Linked DNA regions of Mus musculus: regions 2 and 3 are each linked to region 1. Evidence: chromatin contacts called from public promoter capture Hi-C data. All regions are on one chromosome and are shown on one strand. Each heading gives the region's core, a stretch centred on a gene start, on an enhancer-like site or on the middle of the called end of the contact. The rest is flanking DNA. Distances are from core to core; before and after follow the strand shown. Region 1 holds the start of Cyp4a10 (cytochrome P450, family 4, subfamily a, polypeptide 10). Region 2 holds the start of Pdzk1ip1 (PDZK1 interacting protein 1). Region 3 holds the start of Tex38 (testis expressed 38).

What was found. Promoter capture Hi-C pulls out the DNA fragments that hold promoters and counts their contacts.
Region 2: a promoter capture Hi-C map of hippocampal neurons shows a contact between it and region 1, with 4 times the contacts expected there. The contact joins the promoter of Pdzk1ip1 here to the promoter of Cyp4a10 in region 1. A contact is called at or near these places in 3 of 39 promoter capture datasets (embryonic stem cells, hippocampal neurons and liver) and 1 of 9 other capture datasets (embryonic stem cells).
Region 3: a promoter capture Hi-C map of liver shows a contact between it and region 1, with 2.6 times the contacts expected there. The contact joins the promoter of Tex38 here to the promoter of Cyp4a10 in region 1. A contact is called at or near these places in 2 of 39 promoter capture datasets (embryonic stem cells and liver).

Annotation. Positions count from the first base shown.
Region 1 is chr4:115,515,756-115,520,506 of GRCm38.p6, reverse strand. Cyp4a10 (cytochrome P450, family 4, subfamily a, polypeptide 10) reads right to left here and starts at 2,220. Exons shown (of 13, transcript NM_010011.3): 1 at 1,997-2,220; 2 at 733-877; 3 at 211-255. The coding sequence starts at 2,185.
Region 2 is chr4:115,086,650-115,091,400 of GRCm38.p6, reverse strand. Pdzk1ip1 (PDZK1 interacting protein 1) reads right to left here and starts at 2,693. Exons shown (of 4, transcript NM_001164557.1): 1 at 2,189-2,693; 2 at 151-259. The coding sequence starts at 2,456.
Region 3 is chr4:115,778,808-115,783,558 of GRCm38.p6, reverse strand. It overlaps Tex38 (testis expressed 38), which reads left to right and starts at 2,525. Exons shown (of 2, transcript NM_029196.1): 1 at 2,525-2,572; 2 at 2,956-3,725. The coding sequence starts at 2,572. The coding sequence ends at 3,560.

The sequences.
Region 1 (4,751 bases), core at 971-3,470:
ACAGCTGTGAGATAAAAATTGCCAAAGAGGAAGGTAGATTAAATTGATGTTCATATAGGACTGTTTGGTAAAGTGAAGGGTCAGAGTAGAGCATTGGGGGTAGACCATGACAGTGGTAGTCTGTCATATTTCATTCTCTGTGAACCATAGACACAACACTTGGAAACACTAATTAGAAGTAGACCACATTTCCAGTTTAGACATACATACCAATCCAAGGAGCTAGCAATCTGTACGCACCATTAGCCTTTGGATCTGAAAGGGAAACAATGACTTAACAAGAAAAGGGATAAATAAGGCAGCCCCAAGGTAACTGTGGTTGAAGCCATGGGTTTCTATGATACCCATAGAAACTGTCCATTGGTAAACTGTCTAAAGTCACTGTCCATTTTCTCATATCCCCCTCAAGCTCTGTCCTAACAGTCAGGCTTAGGAAGGTAGGATTTGTGTGTGTTCGCTTAGTTATCCTATGTGTTCTGGAAGGAAACAATTAGATATTTCAAATCTGGAACAATTAACAAGACTAAACATCTTAACTTGATTAAATAACAAACAAAGATAAAGATTTTAGGCTAAGGGATTTGGTTTTTAGTACTGTGTGTTGTTGGCCATATGCTAGGTTGTAGCCTGAGAGAATGGTAGAGTGTGTAGGGTCATACTCTTTCAGAATTTGACAGGGCAAGTAACAAAGAGGAAAGTGCTTATCTCTTCACAACAGCATGTTATGCTCACCTGATCGCCCCAGAATCACTTTCATGTAGTCAGGGTCATAGACAGTTAAGTAGGCCTTGCTTCCCCAGAACCATCTAGGAAAGGCACTTGGGAAGTTCTCTATGCACGACACAATTTCCTGTAGTTCTTGGTCACCTTTGAACTTCTGTTGAAGAAAAGATAAGTTCGTGGGACTCTTGCCTAGTTTTTGGACTGGAGACAAGAGTAGAGCAAGCACAGGAACATAGCTGTTTTTTTCTGAAGTTGCCAGGAAGGTGGGGCAGTTCGATGAACTGTCTGTGCTATCACTCATAGCTTTACTATGTGGGTATGGGTTCTGAGCTGAATCTGAGAGTCCTGTTGGATGGAGCTGTGTTCCTCAGAGGAATCACAGTGTCAGATCCTCAGATCTTCAGAGAACGTGGCATACCCATGTCTTTCTAAGAACATCTATTGCACAATCCTTTGTTGTGCACATTTTCATGTATCCTCCTATTTGGCTCTGTACTTTATTTCCTGGGGTGATAATGCAATGGGTCAGTACTGTCCCTTCCCAGTTCCCTTTCTGGGTAATTTCATACACTTGTGCCAGGCTCTTTAGCTGAACCCTGTGGAACAAGAAAGTGATGCTGTGCTTGAATCCAAGTATCTTATATTGCAGGGTGTGTGGAAAGAGGAAGAAGAGCCACATAGCCCTGTAGAAATACTAACATTAGTGTTCACATATGAGGGTCCTACCCACCCTTTCCCTTTAATGTGCCATGACTTTGGGATTTCAATTTGTAATTTACCCATCCTGAAAATTCTAGTCTTGGTCAGCCACTCACTCAGCCCAGCAGTGTGAACCCTTCCTGTGCCTGATAATTTCTAAGATGTGCACCATTGTTACATCAAGAACTTCAAGGGGCAAGGTTTCTGTCTCTCTGATGTTTGCATTCCCAGGCAAACCCAGGGCTTGGGAGAGAATAGCCATAAGTAACTTGTCAAGGAACTACTTAAAAGTTGTTTGAGAACAGTAGAGATATTAAAGGTACTCAGCCAGAAGAGGAGGAGGAGACTAGGTAGGACCAACCAAAGCTTTCAAAGTGCAAGACTATCAGTATAGAGTTGAGCAACAGTCAGACAGTAACGCTATTGTTGGGATGACATGCCTCAGCCTGAGCTGGGCATCTTATGAAGCTCTTGGACTCTTTATATATCAGGATTTTCCTTGTGAATTTGATGGCTGGTCTCTGAGACACCCATCTTCCCTTCTCTTCCACCCATCCTTCTCTTTCCTTCATACCTCATGCCCAAAGAACCAGTGAAAAGGAGGTGATGGGAACTGCTGGAAAGCCTTGAGTAGCCATTGCCTGTGGAGGTAGAACTGGACAGCTTTCACCAGCAGCAGGAGCAGACCGAGCACAGAGGCCACTTGGAGGAAGCCAGAGAGGCTGTCTGCAAATCGGGTTGGGCTTAGAGCAGAGACACTCATAGTTCATCCACTCTTCTGTTGCTGTCCTCACTCTCACTAATCCTTTCTACCTCCTGCCTAAATCCTGTAAGGATTGCCCGCCTACCTGTGGGAGGGAGAAGGGTGAGGCTGACCAATCTTGATCTCAAAGTTCAGTTGGTTAAATAACAGGAATGATTTACCTTGGGAATCAGAGACACAATTTTTTCTTTCCAGCTGCCAGTGCCTACCTGTGTCTACTTTCCTCTCGTGCGAGTCAAGAACATTGACTTGTTTCCACACCTGTACTGCATGCATAAATTAAGCAGAACAATTATAATATCCTTAAATATTCTTCCACTTATTTTTAATCTTTTCTTGCAAAGTTTTACTAAATTATTAAATATCAAACAAGGTTGTCATATAAAAATAAATATCTTGTTGAAGTCCTGTGTGATAAGGGGATCCTCACACACTGGCTCTTTCCCAAGCTCCATAGCTTAAGTCTGTGGCTTTATTTGTTGTTTTTGGGAGGTGTTTGGGTTTCCATGTCAGACCAAGTATCTAATAGTTTTTTTTTGAATTGTCCATGCCAAATGGATGGTGAGTGGTTGCTGATTCAGACTGGAAAACATATAGGCACTGCTGCTCTTATACATCTAGGTAGGCTAGTCTCATGGGTAGTCCATGCCTGGGGATGCCAAGGACACTCGTGCTTGTTTTGCTTTGGGGGAGCTAATGGGTTTCTTTCCATTCCTTGGCACCTTCTTGTGGGTTTTTTTTTTTGTTGTTGTTTTAAAATAGATAGCATACAGTTGAATTTCATTTAAAAAAAATCTATTTAGCCAACCTAACTCTGTTACTTGGAGAGTTTAGTTCACTTTTGAGAAGTTTTTGCTGTAGACTCTAGTGTTAGTCTACCAAGGCCTTGCTTATATGGGACTTGGAATACTTCTCTTGGTTTTAGAATTTCTTGTCTTGGACTTTTGAGAGCTTGAATATAGTGTGTCTTCAACAGGACCAAATCAATTGAATCTAAATGGGCCCTTTGCATTTACTGTACTTGGGTGCCCATGTATTTCTCAGTAAATACAGGAAAGCTTTCAGCTATTATTTATCTAAATAGCTTTTCTTATTTAGGGTTTTACTGATGTAAGCAAACACCATGACCAAGGGAACTCTTACAAGAACAAAATTTAATTGGGCCTGGCTTACATGTTTAGAAATTCAGTTCATTATCATCAAGGCATGAACATGCCAGCATCCAAGCAGGCATGGTGCAGGAAGAGCTGAGAGTTGAACATCTTGTTCTGAAGGCAAACAGAAGAAGACTGGCTTCCAGAAAGCTAGGACGAGGGTCATAAAGACCATGCCCACACTGGCACACTTCTTGTAACAAGGCCACACCTCCAAATAGTGCCAATCCCTGTGCCAAGCATATTCAAACTACTACAGCTTTATTTGTTTATGTGTTTACTTATGATTTACTTGTATGCATGTGCCACATGAATGGCATATGTGTGGAGGTCAGAGGACAATTTACAGGAGTCAGTTTTCTCCTATCATGTAGGTTCCAGAGATGGAACTCAGGTCTTGGTCCAGATGAAACTTGGTAGCAAGCACTTCTAACCACCAAGCCACCTCATTAACCCACTTGAAACAGGTTTCTTTTCATTTGGTAACTCGTATAATGTGATCATTTTTCACTTAATCATATCTCGTTGGTCTTATAGAACTTAGTCTTTACCTTTTTCCTATTTATTTTTCTTTTGTCTGGCTAGGTTATCTCAAAAGCCTCTCTTCAAGCTCAGGATTCTTCCTTCTGGGTGATATAATCTGTTACTGCCACTCAACTGTGTCTTTAGTTGATTTATTAAATCCTCTGTGGCTTCTCTTTTATGATCTGTATTTCCTTTTCTGAGTTTCTCGTTCAGGTGATACTTTTTGTTTGTTTTGTTTTTAACAAAGTGTGTATTCTTCCACATCTTGTCAAGTTTCCTTAAAAATCATCATGTTGAGCTTTGCTTTTCTTGATGGCAACCCACTGATATTTTTTTGTTCTGTGGCACTTACTAGAAAGATATTTTTATTATGTTAGCTGTGCCTTTATTAGGATCCATGTCACTTGCCTTTGCTGCTTTTATAGGATAGCTTTTTCCCCAGCAAGGTACTTTGTCCTGGGGTTGTGGCAGGGTGTTGGTAGTGTGGTTACAGTGATCTTAATTCCAGTTTTGTGGTTCCCATGCAGAGTGTTCAGTTACCTGTGTGTGTGGTTCAGTGGCCTGGCTCACAGGTATTTATGGGCTATTGCTGATACTCTTTGTAGGAAGCTAGTCTTTTTGTACCACTGGGCACAATGCATGCTGTTGTGTATGAGGATGAGGAGGTCAAATTTTAGTCTCTGTTGCTTTCACTAGGTAGGGCTGATCTGAGGGACCCAGGAAAGCAATGCATGCCTGACACATTCCAAGCAGGAAAGGGTGCTAGTAAGTTTTGGAGGCCTGACAGGGAGGAAGCTGCAGAGGAAGGACCTCCTCCTCCTCTTCTTTCCTTTTCTTCTTCTTCTTCTCCTTCTCCTCCTCATCTCCTTCTCCTCCTCTTTGAATCA
Region 2 (4,751 bases), core at 1,444-3,943, 430 kb after region 1:
GGGCACTTGAGCCCTGGTTTTCCTTCCTCATGGTGGCAAGACTTTAATGAGAACTCCTGAGGTCATCCCCTACTAGAGTAAAAGCAAAGGTTTGAGGACCACCCTGACCACTAGAGGCCACCCAGCCCTGAGCCTTCACATGGCACGTACGGCTCCTCCTGGCACCAGAAGTGGTTGACGGCGAAGACGATTGCAACAAGGACCAAGAACACAGCGACAGCAATGAGGCCTTGCATCCAGGGCTGAAGGTTTCCTAGACCTGGAAAAGGAAGAGGAGCTGCAGGCACAGAGAAGTCTGGGCACTCTGTAGGGTCCAGGGAGACATCTGAGTGGTCAGAATAGACATAAGGCCTGCCCACTCTTCTAAGTATGCAGGAAGGATGGGGGCTCAGACCCTACTGAAGCTTGAAGAAAACCTGAGCAGCCAAAAAGGGAACATGGCTCAGAGTTTTCCCTGAGGCTCAGGTCCCAGAGCTTCCTTCTTGCACACCCCTCCCCCGCAACAGTCACATGCAAGGCCCCCCTAGAAGTGCAAGAAAACAGGGACCAAAGGGCAGCTCCAATGGCTGGCCTAGGCCTCCCTGTCAGTCAGCTGGGAGTGGCCCCTCCTCCCTCCTGCTAGCCCAGAGAGGCCAGGCCAGGGCTGGCATCTGGAAGATCCAGTTCTAGAACATAAAGCTTCTCTGGGAGGACTAGGAGGGGTGAGGTCTGGCCAGAGCTGCTCAGCGCTGGTTGCTCAGCTGGGGTGTGGAGAGGTAAAAGAGAGAGAGTTAAGATGTTGGGTTCTAGATTGGAACCCCTTTATCCTCTCCAACAGGGTGGGCAGGGCACAAAGATCAGCGACCAGGTTAAGGTCTAGCCAAGTAGCCCTTCTACCTTTTCACCCTTGATGTCAACTCCAACCCTTAAAACTTCTTCAGGCCACTGGCAGCCCCAAGGAAAACCATTTTCCCCATTAGACTGAAGATCTCACACCCCAAAGGCAAGATACCCTGACGCTAAGAGTCTCAGGAGGAAAGAGAGGACAACAAGAGACTGGAAGGGGAGAATCCTGCCTTCAAACAAGACTGTATGACTAGAGCCATCCTATGTTATGAGAGGCTGGGCATGAAAAGACCTCAGCCTGAATCATTCCCACCCCAAAGTCCTTCTTGGAGTCCACCTAGATGCTCTTCTGCTGCAGTAATGGCTTGATTATCCTTAGTGATGTTTCCAAGGGTGACAGGTGTTGGTGAAAGAAAGGATCACGGAACTCTGGGCTGTAGCCATGGCAGCTCCAGGTTAGCAACCCCTAGTAGAAGATGCACATGATTGCTCTGCAAGGGCCCATGTTGTGGAGATATCCTTCCCACTCTGTCCAAGAAACCTGGGCTCAGGTCCATTACTTTTTCTGGTCTATGATGCTCAGGCATTGGGAACAACCCTGGGAGGTCCCCTCCCATTTTCCTTCTTCTGTGGCTCTTACAGCTAACTCCTCACAGACATCCTCCTCTTGTGGCTATGGGGAGAGCTTATAGAGCAAGGGATAGAGTCAAAAGCAGAAGAAAAATGGTCCTGGACCGGTTTCTTCGTGAATCTATATAAGTTACTCAATCTCTCTGGTACAAAACCCTTTCATACCTCCAACCTAACAGCAGCTCTGAGAGGTGGGCAGGGTAAGATTTACTGAGAATGAATTAAAAAAAAAAAAAAAACTAAGACTCAGAGTGGGACAGGAATTCCCTCATGGCCACACAGCAAGACAGAAAGAGCTTGGTGAAGAGTACCCCCACGGTGGGACGACTATGGAGAAAGTGACAAAGAGGACTTAGGTCATCCAGTCCAGGGGCTTATGCCTTTAATGTCACCACCCCCTAGCCCCCATCCAGAGCAAGCATTTGAAGGTGCACTGGGACTGGTCCCAGTCTCTGTTTCTAGCCCCAGGACTGAGTTGTCTCTGGGACAATTCCTGCTGTGAGGTTTGGATCTCAATTCCTGTTCCTCCCCTAAACCCCAGAGCCAACACATACATTCCCTGCTGTCCCACCTCTCCCCGAAGGAAAACAAATCGATTACAGAACCTAAGTCAGAGGACTGTGGCCCCGTGGTGTGTATTCACCCTCCAAAACACCACCCCATCCAACCTCAGTCACTGTTTTCCTGCCACCCCTCTCCTCCCTGAAGCCCAGGTACCCCTGTCCTGTGCTACCTTGTTGACAGCTGGCAGGTGCCACTTCCGCGAGCAGACCCAGCACGAGCAGACTGAAGGCCAACATGGCTGCAGGCAGCTGTAGGACCTCGGTCCACTGCTGGTGTTTTTGACTCCTGGAGCTGCTGGAGGTCTGGGGTGTTTGTATGAGATCAGCTGGAGAGCAGTCTGACTCTAAAGGAGAGGTTGGATTGGGTAAGGCAGAAGTGGAAAGAGGGCGGGGAGGAAGGACTGGCAGACTGGTGAAGAGAAACTGCCCTCCTCCCATGGAAATGAGCTGCCGGGCCTGGCTTATGCCCAGCCCGACGAACTGGCATTTAAGGTACCCCTTTAGAAACCAGTTCTGGGGGTGGGCCCAGGGAACTGGGGAAGTAAGGGGAAAGTCCCCGCCTTCTCCGACACTCACTCTGCCTCAGAAGTCTTCTTCTGAGCTCACCTTTCCTGGCAATGGGGCTAGGCTCCCAGGGAAAGGTGTGACATTTTCAGCCCTGCCTTGAATGAGCCCAGTGGGTGGGGCTTCTTGAAAGACTGACAGTTGGCTTGAGACAGGCTCTAGCTGGCTCAGGGAGCCAGAGGAAAACATCTGTGGACAAAAGACTCAGGGAAAGCTCAGCTGCCCGCTTTCCTTACATCAGCCCCTCCACTCACTTCTTGTTTCCGACCCACCAAGCCAGACCCTGGGACCCCACCTCACGTGAAACAGAGACTCACTTCACAGTCCCCAGCCCTGACCAGTCTGGTGATTCCCTATAGCCCAGTTCAACATTCCCTCTTGGTTCCCACAGTCCCTGATAACCTGGCAGGCCTTAGACAAGATTTGACTTGGTCAGAAGTCTCAACATCTGCCTTCAGATCCACCTCCCTTCATCACAGCAGACATCTCCCACCTTCAGTGACCTATTTATTTTATCAAATGGAGATCTGCACCCTGCTTAAAACTAACGAGGGAAGCATGGTGGATATTTGCTAGTTCTGCCTCATTCCTTTCATTCCAACCAGTGGTTCCCTGGAATGTCCAAAGCAGGTGGGAGCCCTGAGCCTGCTTCCCCTATGTGTGCATGCCTACTTCATGCACGTGTCTTAGCAATCTTCCTTTGTTCTGCTCATTCCCTGAGACTTCCAAATGCCCGGGTGCAGTCTACAGACAGGAATAGCCATGAGAAGTTCATCTGTCCCTCAGAAATCTACATCACAGGGCCAGGCATTGCAGAAGCACATCTCCCACCCAGCAGGACACACAGCATCTGCCAGACCTTCCAAACACTAGGGATGACCCAAGTACCTACTGAAGTCTGGGGTGTAAGTCCGTGGTGGACCTCCTTGTCCCAGCTACCCTAGAATATAGGAGTTGAGATGCAAGAGCAGGCTAGACCCCCTTCCTAAGGAAAGGAGGGGAGAGGATTTTTTGGCAGTCCCTGTTGCTTGCATGGTTTCCTAAAAGGACGTTATGCTCAGACCTTTCCAGTGCACACTCAGGTAGGAGATTTCATGCTGTCTTGGCTTCAGACAGGTACTCAGAAAGCCCCAGGGCACAGTCATCATGCCCATCTGTCCCCGACTACAAAACACAGAGCCTGTGATCTTGGTCCAACACGAGACTAAGTTTATGTTCTGAAGAAGCCAATATCAACCTGGCTTGACCAGATTTAGGAAATAAGGAAGCTAAGAATGGGTGGCTGCGACATTAAACACCAGCCAGGGCACTGTGGATGGGATGACACTTGTGAGGGTATCCACTGCATTGCTTGTCCCAAGGCACAGGTCTTACTTAGTTCCTGTCCAAAGGAAAAACAAAAAAACAGGACAGGTGAGAGCCTGTTTCCTCTGAGTGCATGTCTGCACAACTACTTTCATACATGTGCTGTGGGCCTGTGACCATTCCACAAGTGTCTGCAGGGAAACTCTTCATGTCTAACTCTACATGGCTAGTCTGTTCTTAACGTGGGCTGAGAATCGTCAGGAGCATGGAGGAGCTGCCTTGGTGGATGTTAATGAACAGCCAGGGAACCACTGGTTGGAATGAAAGGAATGGGGTGGAATTAGCAAATATCCAACATGCCTCCCTCATCTTAAGCAGGCTGCAGGAAACCAAGGTCAGACCACCATTTGAGAAAATGAAGAAAATCATCAGAGGTGAGAGGGAGACTTGGGAGACATGCAGCCACTGACTGGGCTGCATTAGAGAAGGCTTTGCTCAGTGCTTGGGAGGTAGGAAAGCCTGGGCGTGGTTTCTGGACAAGTGACTAACTGCTGCCCACTTGGAAACTGGAAACTCTCAGGTTAAGTTTCTGAGTTAGGCAATTGGGTGAGTGGCAATGTCTCAAAGTAAGACACATCACATGGCTCCCTCAGGATGCAGTGTGTGTGTGTGTGTGTGTGTGTGTGTGTGTGTGTGTGTGTGTGTGTTAAACAGAGGGATCAAATAAAGGCCTAACATACAGGTTTTAAAAGGGGGGCAGGAAAGTGAAACCCCAGAATATTGGGATACTTCAGCAGCCAAATGTGGAGTCTAAGAGGGGTGTAGAGAGAGGGTCCTCTGGTGGTACCCACACACTAGTTCATG
Region 3 (4,751 bases), core at 1,276-3,775, 260 kb before region 1:
CCGGGCCCCAGTCTACTTCTTACAGAAGATATAACTATCCAAAACTTTAGACCTCTGGTGGTCTGAGGTAGGAATGCCTCCCACAGACTCAGGTATTTGAATTCTTGCTCCCTGTTGGGGAGGGTGTGAACCTTCAGGAGGTGGAGGCTTGCGGGAGGAAGTATATCAATGGGTAGGCTTGAGAGTTGTAGGCTTCCCCACTTCCAGGCACTGCTTTTTGCTTCCTGCATATGGATAAGGATGTGATCTCCCAGCTTCGTACCCCAGCCACCTGCTGTCATGTCTCCTTTGTCATTATGGATCCCCTCCCCCCTTCTAGACCCATAAGACAGACAAACAAAAATACCACCACCACCAACAAAACAAAACAAAAACGAAACAAAAAAACAAACAAAACAAGGCCTCCGTCTATAAATTGCTTCACAAAAAATTGCTATTTTTATCACAGCAACAGCAATGTTTACATAAACCCATAGAATTTATGTAAATACCTTGTTTACAGAAACCCATGGAATTTACATTTTAGTGGAACCAGATAAACACTCGTAAGTAGAAAAGCAAAGGAAGATATGAGAGACACAAATAGGGTATTGCCTGAGCAGATATTTGAATGTAATGAGGGAACGACTTGTATGATACTTGCAGGGACAGACTAGCTAAGGGGAACAGCAAATGTAAGACAGGATTATAGTGTTGAAAATAGCAAAAGCATATCCCCATGGTGGAGGGGACAGAGGTAGAGATGACACAGAGTTGAGTGGCTAAATTGCTCAGGGCTTTGAAGGTCATGGTTAAAAACTGGCTTTTGATCTGGGAAGTCTAAGCAGAGGAGTAACATGGCCTACTCTTCAAAGGATCGTTCTGACTGCGGAACTTGGAGTATGTGGAGCAAATGTGGAAACCTCCAAGGGTGAGTAATTTGTCCCACCTCAAAGCCCAAGGTCAAGTATAACTTGATAGATAGGCAAGGAAGGATGCCAGCCAAACTGTTGGGTATGTGAATCTGAAGTTCTGAGGTATGTTCCAGGCTGGAGGTTACAGTTGTGAGTCATCAGTGCATTTGTGTTCTTTAATGTTATAAATGTGGGTAAGTTCACTGAGAAGGAAACATAGATAGAATGCTAAAGACTGAGCCCTGGAGCATGCCAAGACTTAGAGACCAGGAGATGGTGGAAAACACCAGCTAAAGAAGAGGAAAAGCAGGGGCAAATAGGGTAGAGCGGAGGGAAAGGCATTCTGGGAAGAACTCTGTAAATAGTGCCTGCTCTGGTTTGAATCTGAAATGTTCTCAATAAGCTCATGTGTTGAACACTTGGTCCCCAGCCAGTGGCACTATTTTGGGAGGCTGTGGAAACTAAAGAGGTTGGGCAGAAGAAGGTCACATGGGGTAAGACTTTGAAGGCTATAGCCCAGACCTTGGTTCTGGTCCTGAGTTCTGCTTGCTGTTTTCTGTGATGTGAATGGCTGTCTTCTACCACGTGTTCTACCACAGCCATGATGGCACGCCCATTCACATGGGACTGAGCAACTATAGAACCCTCTGAAACAGGAGCTAAATCAAACCTTTCCTTTTAACATTGTTTCTGTCTGGTATATGGGTCACAGAGATACAAAAGTAACATAGAGTGTCAGGAGTCACAATAGGAGACTATAAAAAGGAGAAAAACTAAAGGGTAAGATTTCAAGTTATCACTGGTTGGTATGTCTCCCCTAGAGTTGACTGAGACATAACATGCAAGGGCTTTCTAACTGAGCTACCCATAAGTGGATCAAGTTGCCTTAAGTAATAAGCAAGATCCTGGCTCCAATAAATCCTGGGGGGATTGGTTGCTGGGGAGACCTGCCCCAATAGTGCTCTCTTCCCCCATCCCCCTGCCCACCTCCCCCCTGTGTGTGTGTGTGTGTGTAGGGGGTGTCTGATGGCCTGGTCAGAAGGGAATGAAGTATTGAGAATAAAGGAAAGAAAGTTAGCCCGGAAAGGGATGCAGGACCAGATGGAGGAGAGCTCCCACAGAGCCCAAGAACACTTGCCAGCACCTGCTAAAGGAAGGAAAGAAAGCAGAAATAAAAGAGATTGTAGGAGCCAAAGGAGGCACTGACCACTTGGTTCTCTTGAGCTGGTTTTCTTCTCATAGCTTGGTCAAGATTTGTTGAGGCCAGACATGCCCAATGCTCTGTGTGCTCTCCCCAGGAGGCACTGGGGGAGGTACCCAATGGTGTTTCCTTAATCACCAACCACATAGTTAGCCCCTTGAGAATGCCAAGGCCCTGTCCTGGGGCTGCTCTATGGGTTCACTGTAAGGAATTGGGCAGACAACTCTTCTGGTGCCTCGGTCTTTGGTAGAAGCAGTAGATGTTGTGTACTAGAGGTTACTGGATGGGCTCACAAACATTGTCCCTGGAATGCCAGTTGGACAGAACCTGATGACCTTTCCTTTAGAGAACAATGAGGCCCGGGCCTTCTGAGGACTCCTATTGGTGGAGTGGGGTGAATTTCCTCTCCCCAGAGTGATAGGCTGGAGGCCAAGACTGACCTTTACGGATTCCCAAAAGGACCCAAGCCTCTCTGGCAGTAAGTGTAGCACCTCTAGTCCTTGCCCCTCACATTGTACCCTTGGGCATGGGGTAAGTAAGGGGAAGTCTTTTGCATGGATGGAGGAGTGGTGGCTTCTTGAAGTGCTAAGGAATTAGATGGTTATCTTCTCTAGAAACTAAGTACTCCCAGAAGGCTGAGTCCCTACCCCCTTTAGACCTAGCGTTTCTCATCTGTAAATAGCTATAATGATCCCTTAAGGAACCTGGAAGTCTAGTGTTGAGCTGGAGAATGAGGAGGGAGGGGAGGAATGGAGAGAACAGGAAGAGTGACTAGTGAGGAGGTCAAGGAGGGGAGTGAAAAAAAAGCTGTGCATTAGGCACACCAGCCAGCCAGCCTTTCTCTCTCTCTCACTGCCTTAGTGTGGATCTCCTTGTGCATTGGATTCCTGGGGCTGTGTTCTGTGCTAATAGGAAGCTGCATACTCTTTCTGCACTGGAAGAAGAACTTGCAAAGAGAAGAACGTGCCCAGCAGTGGGTGGAAGTGATGAGAGCTGCCACATTCACCTACAGCCCACTGTTGTACTGGATAAACAAGCGGCGTTACCATGGCATGAATGTAGCCATTAACACAGGCCCTCCCCCTGCTGTCACCAAGACCGAGCCGGAAGATCAGAATTCAGATTCTTTGTGGGAGTTGGATCTCTCTGAAGGCAGGAACTTCGTTGTACAAGACAGCAGCCCCAGAGGTGAAGCCTCTGATCTCTTGCAACATGTTTTGGGGATTCCAAAGCAGCCCCAGTCTTCAAAAATGTCACAGCCTCGGACTGACTCCCCATTCCCACTTCCCATCTTTCAGGAGGTGCCCTTTGCCCTGTCCCTCTGCCACCTGCCTCCCATGTTGAACCACTCTGTCTCCTACCCTTTGGCCAACCGCCCTGAAAGGAATGTTCCTTTCTGTTCCCTCCCAACACTGGCCCACGGAACAAACTGCTTTAATGCCAAGCCTTTTGCTTTAGAGCTGTAGTTTCCTCTTAGTGAGGGTGGGAGCTGCAAGTACCAAAGGCTCCCTTTGGTAGAAAACAGAGATAACCACAAGGAGTTGGTACTGACAAGGAGACCACAGCCACCTGGTGAGAGGTTTAAAGCCACAGATTTAAAAAAATAATAATAAAGTCCAAGTTTTCCTGTCTCATTTGCTCCTAGAAGGGCAGTGCCTTTTGTCCCAGCCAATGTGACTGTGGTGCTTTGTAAACTGGTTATAAGTTTCACCACTGCATATGGGAATCTGAGATTACCATTTGGGAGATGCTGAACCAATACTTGTGGCTGGACTGACTCAACATCCCTCCATCCAGTGTTTAAGACTGAATGAGCGCCAGGCTCTGACCTAGGTCTTCAGGCACTGCTCTTCAGCAGGGGGGGAAGCACAGATGGCACAAGAGGACAGTAGTTGAGAGCTATGGTGGCCTACATTGGCTATGTCATAAACCTAACAAATGCCAGTATGGTTTAGCTGGACTGTTGTTTGCCATGTATTGCTTCTTGGCTGGCTGTCTTTGTCCTTTATTTCTAGTGGTCCCAAGAACAATGCCAAATGGCAGTTCTGACCCTCCTGTTCAGATGCAGACATGGGTTTCCAGGATGTATACCTTGGTGGTTCCACAGCTAGCTCTCTAGTTCACGTTTTCCTGGCATCTCATTTCTAGTATTTCTACCACACCCCACGGTGTCTTTTCTTAGCACTGTCTTGTTAGAACAGTTTGGCTAAAAGCATTAGGGTATGAGGGTTGTTGACTGGCAAATGGGTCAGAGCATCTTCTAGAATTACACCTATAGTTTGTATCTTATCCCCTTTCTCCTTTTCTCCCATCTTCTCTTTTGAGATGAGGGCTATTTTAGTCCAGGCTGGCTTGGAACTTATGCCAGGTTGCCGTTAAACTCTTGATCCTCCTGCCTCAGTCTTCTGAGTGCTGGTATTACAGGTTTGTGTCCCTATACTTGGCTTTATTGCTTATATCTTTAGATTTTCTTTAATTTTGTGTGTATGGATGTTTTACTTTCATGTATGTCTGTGCTTGTGGACGTCAGAAGAGGGTATCAGATCCCCTGGAACTGACGTTAGACAACTGTGGCCCTCTATGTGAGTGCTGGGAATTGAACCTGGGCCCCCTGGAAAAGCAGCCAGTGGGTTTTTTGTTTGTTTGTTTTGTTTTGT